Linked DNA regions of Mus musculus: region 1 is linked to region 2. The links are chromatin contacts, called in public Hi-C maps. All regions are on one chromosome and are shown on one strand. The core of a region is the stretch at or near the end of the contact, and the rest is flanking DNA. Distances in the headings are between cores, read along the strand shown.

Region 1 (3,618 bases), core at 1,114-3,613, 100 kb before region 2:
TGCAGCCAGGTTCTGGTGTGCCGTATTTACTGGAGAGTTCATGGCCAGTGGAAGCGAGACTCCCTCAAATAGCTAGCTAGACTCCCCTCAAATGCATTTTTTGAGCAGCCGACTTCAGATCTAGTGCTCCTGGAGCCACAGCCAAGCACATCCACACAGACCAACCGAGACAGGGCATCATCAGAACAGTGTGGCAGAGACAACGCTCGACCTTGACTCCAGGGGAAAGGGTGTCTCTCCGGCCCTTCAAAAGATTAAAGGAATCGCGTTGGGGTCAAACCTCAAACTGCGCATGGAGTTTAGGGTTGTCTGTCTGGCAGAAGCCTAGGAAAGACAGTTACATGAACACAGGCACCAAGTTTGGCTTTCAAGGTTCGCACCTTGAGCGCTGCTCAGCTGAGTTACTGCTAGTAACTCAGTTAGTTCGAAGCTCGATCAGGATAAAGCAACGAAAAACTGCAAAAATCCGGCCTCGGGCATCCCTGGACCTGTGTGGGTTGTCACTGAGCCACTTGACACGCACTTGAAAAACACAGACAAACAAAATCATCGCCCCGTCTTTGCTGCAAAATAGCAATCAGCAAGCGCGCAGCTGGGACTCTACCGAGGGGCACCATGAACGCGCAGTCCTTGCGGCTTTGGACAGAGTTCATGCAAGTCCTGCAGCGGGAGAGGGAAATGAGGAATTCCTTCCCACCCAGAGTGCGCATTTCACTGTCAATGCACACTTTCTCTCGCTTGCCTCACCAAGAGCTAAAGGAAAGGTTTACAACTTTCACTTCCAGGCTTCCCCCAGAGTGACACTAAAATTTACATGATTAAAAAAAAAAAAGGAAAAAAACTGCGAGGGAAAGATTTGTTTAAGCTGCTACTGTGTGACAGTCTGACAAATTTGTTGCTGGGGAAGTTTAAAAGTGAGCACAACAGGATTTGGACTTTCTACCATGAATTTTAAAAGTAGTGTTTGGTTCAGTGAGAGGCAGGCAACCATTTCAATGGAGGGCGGAGCGGTTTTATTGACTTATTCTTCTACATCCTTACGTGACTGGCTAACTGTAAGTGGTCTCAGAAAACTGAAAGTTTTGTGTGCTTATTCTATGAAATCATCTCCAAAATATATAATAGTTCTCTTAAATCAAAATTACCCTTCCAATATAATACTCTATCTAAATCAGATTCTAAGCATGTAATAGTTTTAAAGTTATTTCCTCCTCCTCCTTCTCCTCCCCCTCCTCCTCCCCCTCCCCCTCCTCCTCTGAGTGTACTGTAGTTTTAGACCAACTCCTTGCAGTTGGTCCTTTCACAGGCACTGAGCTATCCCAGTGAGCAGTAACCACTACATAAGCGAGCAGCTGTCCACGCTGTCTGGCTCTCGACATTGGAACTTACATTTTTCTCTCAGGTGAAGAACCTGCACGATTATGTCACTTTTCACATTTGTTTACTATTGTTTAGGACCAAACTCCTCAATTCTTGCACCGTATCCTTCCTCTCTGAATATTTCTATGCTGTGCTGGGGGGACACTCAATTCTAGCTTCATACCTTTCCCCCCCAACCCCTGTATAACTTACAAGGAGCAAATTGAAAATATTTCTCCCTTTCCCACAAAATTCGTGGTGCTTAGTAAACATTTTGTCCTCATAAAATTTTGCGTCACCGTTGCTCTGACAAGTGTAATAAACTCTGTCATAGTTGACGGAAGCCAAGCCACATTTTTTTCAGAGAGTCACACAGTCATTTAATAACAGCAGAATGTGTGAATGGTGAACGCCATAGAGCTGAAGGTATCATTTAAGATTTCATTGGGGTATTTTATGTGGTATGACAGCTACAATATGGATTGCTCCTTTTAAGTATATTTGAATCAGCAAAAAAGCTTTAATTATTTGGCAAAATGATATCATAAAGTATATATAGAAACACATCAATAGACAACCATACATATATGTGTATATGAATATATACTTCATTAAAATATAAATTGGACTCTAACACACCATGAGCCTCTCTAGGATTCACTTTATGTATGCACTCCAAAATAATAGAAAATAAAAATAAGCCCGTGAATAAACAGAAAGCTAAAATTTTCATAATAATTCCATTACTTGCCAGCTTAAAAAAAAAAAAAAAACAGATTCTCTACTGAATTCTTTTACTTTTCCTATTTCATCACTTGCCATCTTTTTGAGCACTGGGAGTTTTATATCACCGTCCAAATAAATCCATCATCATTGGCACAAAATTAAAATAGTCAATCACCACGTAAGTGGACTGTGATCTGTCTAGAGCGCGGCTTTGTGCGCTTCCTGTCTGTGCTGGATTCAGAATTCGGAATCTCCGTGTCTCAGGAGCTCTGAGCTGCATGCACAAACACATGAATTAGCTGCATGCATGAACACATGTGAAGTATTTACTAAAGCTCTGGGGATGACTCAGAACTCCAGTTGAGATTAAAACCAAATCCCAGCTTAATACAAAATGGTTTTAAAATCAGTAACATGGCAGAGGCTAAGCACAAGGAGAAAAAAAAATCTGAATATCATTCCAACAATTTATTTCCTTAAAGCCAGTGTTTATCCAAATAAACAATTCAGAATACATTTTCTAAAAGAGATTACCTGGTGCTTCTGTGTTCCAATTGCTTTCCTCTAGTGGTAGATCATTTCAGAAACACCTCCCCCTTGGTTGGTTCCCTCCTCCCTCCCCTCCCTCTCCCTTCCTCTTTTCAGCTAGGAAAGCAGTTTGTTTACATTGACACCACTCGTTCTTGAAATGTCACAGCCTTAAATATTGTTGGAAATCATCAGCATATGCTAAGATCCCAGGAAGACACTTTCCTCCCAGCAGTCTGCTGCTTCTAAGGTACAGGGAAGCCCACACCAAAACTGTGCTCATTCCCTTGAGTATTTACAGATAATGTGAGTTAGAAATTACCCTTCCTTAGCTTTGTACACTGACAGTGGTCAGCACCCAGTGACAGTAAGGGCACATGGTCGGTCTCAATGCCTTAGGATTTGGGTAGTCACATTCCATAGCAGGACAAGACGGCTTATCAACGATGTTGTGAAGAAGAAGAAGAAGAAGAAGAAGAAGAAGAAGAAGAAGAAGAAGAAGAAGAAGAAGAAGAAGAAGAAGAAGAAGAAAAAGAAGAAGAAGAAGAAGAAGAAGAAGAAGAAGAAGAAGGAAGAAGAGGAGGAGGAAGAGGAGGAGAAGGGAAAGGAAGAGGAGGAATGGGAAGAGGAAGAGGACGAAGAACAGGAAGAGGAAGACGAACTGAAAGAGAAAGAGGAGGAAGAGGAGGAGGAGGAAGACTAAGAGAAAGAAGAAGGAAGAGGAGGAGGAGGAGAAGGAGAAGGAGAAGGAGAAGGAGAAGGAGAAGGAGAAGGAGAAGGAGAAGGAGAAGAAGAAGAAGAAGAGGAAGAGGAAGAGGAAGAGGAAGAGGAAGAGGAAGAAGAAGAAGAAGAAGAAGAGGAAGAAGAAGAGAGCTAATTACTTCAGATTTCCAGACGCTGTTTAAATAGGCAGGAGGTCAAGGTTTGCAGCTCCACAGTCATATATTTTTTGCAAAAGCAAAAAAGAGCAAATAAAATAGGAAAGGCTTCCACAGGGCTGCCTTC
Region 2 (3,873 bases), core at 509-3,008:
TAGAAGCCCTTAAGAATAGGCTGGATTCCTCCCCCCAACCACGATTTCTGTACTTTTATTTTATGTGTATGAATGAGTGCCAGCATATGTGTCTGTGCACCTTGTGAGAGCAGTGCATCAAGAGGCCAGTAGAGGGCGTTGGTGCCCTGATATGAATTGCAGGCGGTTGTGCGCTGCTGGGTGAGTGCGGGGAGCTGTAAGAGCAGCACACACTTAACCACTGGGCCGTCTCTCCAACCACCTTGTTAATTTTGTTTTTGTTATTAATCTTTAGTTAGCATAAAAATAGCAGGTTTCACGATGACATTTCTATGTATATAAACACACATGTATATGTATATGTGTATATGTGTATGTGTGCATGTATATGTATATAGTATTTTGCTCATATTTATCTCTAGCACTCTCCAAATCCCCTTACCTCACTGCCCTCCCTCTGGTCCCCCTTCTGTTGTAAGAACATATTTATCTGGCTTTTTATTCATCAGATACACACAGACAGTGATGAAGGGTATTGGTGGTCTTTTCCCCGTGTTCTCTAGAATAGCAAAGGTGAACTTGAAACTCTAACTTAGGTGTCAGGATCCAGAAGGCCCTCGGCGATAAAGGGGATGCCATCATGTGTTGCTCAGTGGCCCCTTCTTGGATGATTTAACATCAGCTCTTAGATGCCATTTGCTGTGACATAAGATGTCCACTTAAGTGGTTGTGTGTGTGCATATGTGTGTGTATATATGTGTGTGTGTGTGTGCACATGTGTGTGCATGTGTGTGTATGTTTGTGTCCACTTTGTAGTCCACCACAGCCTCAGAGTCATTGCAATTCCCCTGCCTCAGCTTCCTCAAAGCCGGGATTATAGGTTGTAACCACCACACTGACTGTCACTACTTTGAGAAGTAGGTCCTATGGAGCCAAGAAGGCAGCTTTCCTGTTGATTCTCAATACCACTCTCTGCTTCGGAGGGTCAAGCTGTTTGGTTCCCAGTGAGTTTGTGGTCATACCAGCGGTTACCCACTGACTTCTCATCTGCCTAGCTTATCTGATAACAGGCAAATGGGGAAGAGCTTTTAATACCCCCTGAAAGGGGAAGGAAGATGGGCACGCAGTTATTCACATCGTGGAACCAGGCCAGGGCACATGACTCCAAGAAGGAAAACTATCTCCATGCTGGACTCTGGTGTCCCCTTTGCTTTTGAATCTGGTATTTCAGCTCTCTGTGCCCATCTTTCTGTGTGTCTCTGTCTGACTGTGTGCCTCTGTCTGTGTCTGTCTGTCTCTCTGTCCGTCTCTGCCTGTCTCTGTCTTCCTCCGTGTCTCTGTCTCTTTCTCCTTCTCTGCCTCCCTCCCTCTCTCCTCTATTAAAACCAGGTCACAATAGCCCATGACGCAGAAAGACAAGAACTCTAGGTTCCAAATGTGTCATTTTCAAGACAGTTTAGTTCAAGACCAGGGTCTGCAAGCCTTGCCATTCCCCCGACTCCCGTAGCGCCCCCCCCCCCCAGGTGTCAGCAACCCATCAGGCGTCAGGGTTCCCTGCTACCCTCTGATCAGCTCTGCACTGCACTAAGGAGTTTTTTATGGAAAGCAATGGTCCCAGTGGCTGAAGGGTCCAGCAAGTGGCTGGTAGAGCCAGCAAGGAGCGATGGAGGGATGGTGTGAGGAGGAGACAGGAAGGGAGGCGGTGACACAGGCCTTCACAGGGCCGCTGCAGCTAGGAACTGCTGCAAAAGCAAGCTGCCCACGTTATCAGTGGCGCGCAGGCCTGCGGTTTTCTCGCTCTTGCAACCCGGCTTCAACTGCCGGTTTATTTTTCGACAAACAGGATGCCTCCATCTGAGGCTGTCAGCATCCCAGGCTCTTTGAGAAGAAAAGAGGTAGTGAGGGCCCCACCCTAGAGCCCAGCCGGGAGGGGTGGGTGAGAGGTCCTGTTTCTAGATGCTTCCCAGAGAAGTGAGAACCTAGCAGGTGCAGTGGCCAGGGTTCAGGAGCGTGTCAGGAAGGGTGGGGGTGGAACTTACACCTCCCACCCCCACCAGACTTAAATGGACTCCCCACCTCTGCATGGGTCCCAAGGCTAAGAGTTCCAACTATAAGGGGATGGACAGCTTGGGCATGGAGAAGCTTGCTTCTGAATGCCTGTGCAGAACACTTGAGAGCCACCAAGTGCTGATCCTCTGGTCCACAGACCAACCAGTCCTAAGATGGGAAGTGCTAGGGCTGTTAGCATGAAAATGCTTAAGGATGCACAAGGATATAGTGGATGGGAGAGTGTGTGTGTGAATTTATTCCCTGGTTTTATGAGAGCTACTTTGTTAATGGGAAATGGAGTTTCTTTATGTTCTAGAAGGAACGGGAGTTTGAAGCAGGGAAGGGATTTGAAAATCTCAGCTAGAGAGATGACTCAGCTGTGAAGAGTGCTTAGTGTTCTTCCAGAGGACCAGAGTTCTCTTCCCAGCATCCACCTCAGGTAGCCAAGACTGCCTCTAACTCCAGCTCCAGAGTAATTAGGTACTTCTGGCCTCTGAGGGTATCTGCAGTCACATAAAGACACGAGAGTACATGTGCCCTCACACAGGCACGTACACGCACACAGACATAGAAACACACACATATATACACAGAAACACACATACACATGAAGCACACACACACACACACACACATACGTTCATGCACACACCACACATACAGACACACAGGAGTACAGATATCTACATTCATGCACACACACATCCACAAACACACACACACACACACACACACACACACACACACACACACACACACACACACACACACAATAATAAAATCTTTTTAAAAATCCTAGCTGGGAACGCCTTCAGAAACGGGAGAACCCAGATCAGTCTTTCATCCAAAAGATGGTAGGATCTGACAGAAAATACTCCGAGCTGTGCAGCCGAGCCAGAACCCTGTTTGTCCCGGGAAGCAGACGTGTCTTCCATGCGGATCTTCACAGACATAGTTTTACAGAAACTGGGTTGTAGTTAATGGCTCAGAATTTAGATTCCAAATTTTAGATCCCAAAGCTTAACTTGTTCTCAAATTAAGCCTAGCACTGTGGCCTGAACTTTAAAAAAAATGAATACCCTGAATTTCATATAATTAGCAGTGTCCTATGTGGAGAACTGAGGAAGCCGACTAGGAAATCCACTGTGTTTGGACTGCTCACCAGCGAGAAGACACAAAAACTACCAGATGCTCCGTGTACGCCTGAAGTTACATCAAGATTCCATTTTGACATCACCACAAACAGTCAGGGCTTCCTGTTACAGACTGTCATTCAAAGACCTTGGAAGCTACAAGGACTATTAAGGTACTGAGTTTCGGGCTCCCCCAGACTTGGGGTTTCTCAGGTGAGCTGTAGAAATTTGTACTGTCAAGCCAAGGACTCGGCGGTATGAAAAGTTCAAGCAACTTTACTGTGGCCTTCTGAGCACAGGCAAGGTTGCCCCTGGCCTGGTCTGATGCCTTTCTTGCATTGCTGATGTCCTGCTGAGTTAATTTTTTTTATTTACAGAGTGTTTTGGGCCTAACTTTGCCTCTCTACCTAGATGGCAAGTTCTGGAAGGCAGTTATAGGTAGTTTCATGCTGGCATGGCAGGTCATTTTGTAGCAGAGAGTCACATGCGTGGACCACCCCAGCAGATCTACGGATGCTCTTGACTGCTAAGTGAGCTAACAGTCTTACCTACGTGGCTTTGGTTTCAGAAGAAGCTGAGAAGAAAAATGAGGTAGCGAGTGGGGAACATTTCATAGGAACCTGGTTATGTGGTTAGTGGGAGTGGGGGAGGAGAATGGGGGAAGGGACTGGGGGAGGGGAGTGTGGATCTGCTCAGCTGTCAGCTGTGTGGA

The links. Hi-C and Micro-C count contacts between places; a contact is called where the count stands out from the background.
Region 1: a contact with region 2 is called in a Hi-C map of the G1E-ER4 cell line, with 4 times the contacts expected there. The contact joins two enhancer-like sites. A contact is called at or near these places in 1 of 39 promoter capture datasets (erythroid cells), 5 of 15 datasets of contacts at CTCF or cohesin (CD8 T cells, the G1E-ER4 cell line, large pre-B cells and 2 more), 39 of 484 Hi-C or Micro-C datasets (3T3-L1-derived adipocytes, B cells, the C10 cell line and 27 more), 17 of 115 datasets of contacts at active chromatin or transcription factors (the 230-238 cell line, DN3 thymocytes, the HPC-7 cell line and 13 more) and 5 of 9 other capture datasets (adipose tissue, embryonic stem cells, liver and 2 more).

Annotation. Positions count from the first base shown.
Region 1 is chr16:92,699,403-92,703,020 of GRCm38.p6, forward strand. The region is part of intron 2 of Runx1 (runt related transcription factor 1); the gene reads right to left. Among named protein-coding and RNA genes, the nearest start is that of Gm30281, 61 kb to the right of the region's middle. Within about 2 kb of position 2,364, at least 5 of the 459 cell types and tissues checked have an H3K27ac peak or open chromatin away from gene starts, as enhancers often do. A contact at or near this core is called in the G1E-ER4 cell line, where this site is marked.
Region 2 is chr16:92,799,998-92,803,870 of GRCm38.p6, forward strand. The region is part of intron 2 of Runx1 (runt related transcription factor 1); the gene reads right to left. Among named protein-coding and RNA genes, the nearest start is that of Runx1, 24 kb to the right of the region's middle. RefSeq lists enhancers at 1,499-2,031, 1,653-1,887. Within about 2 kb of position 1,759, at least 132 of the 459 cell types and tissues checked have an H3K27ac peak or open chromatin away from gene starts, as enhancers often do. A contact at or near this core is called in the G1E-ER4 cell line, where this site is marked.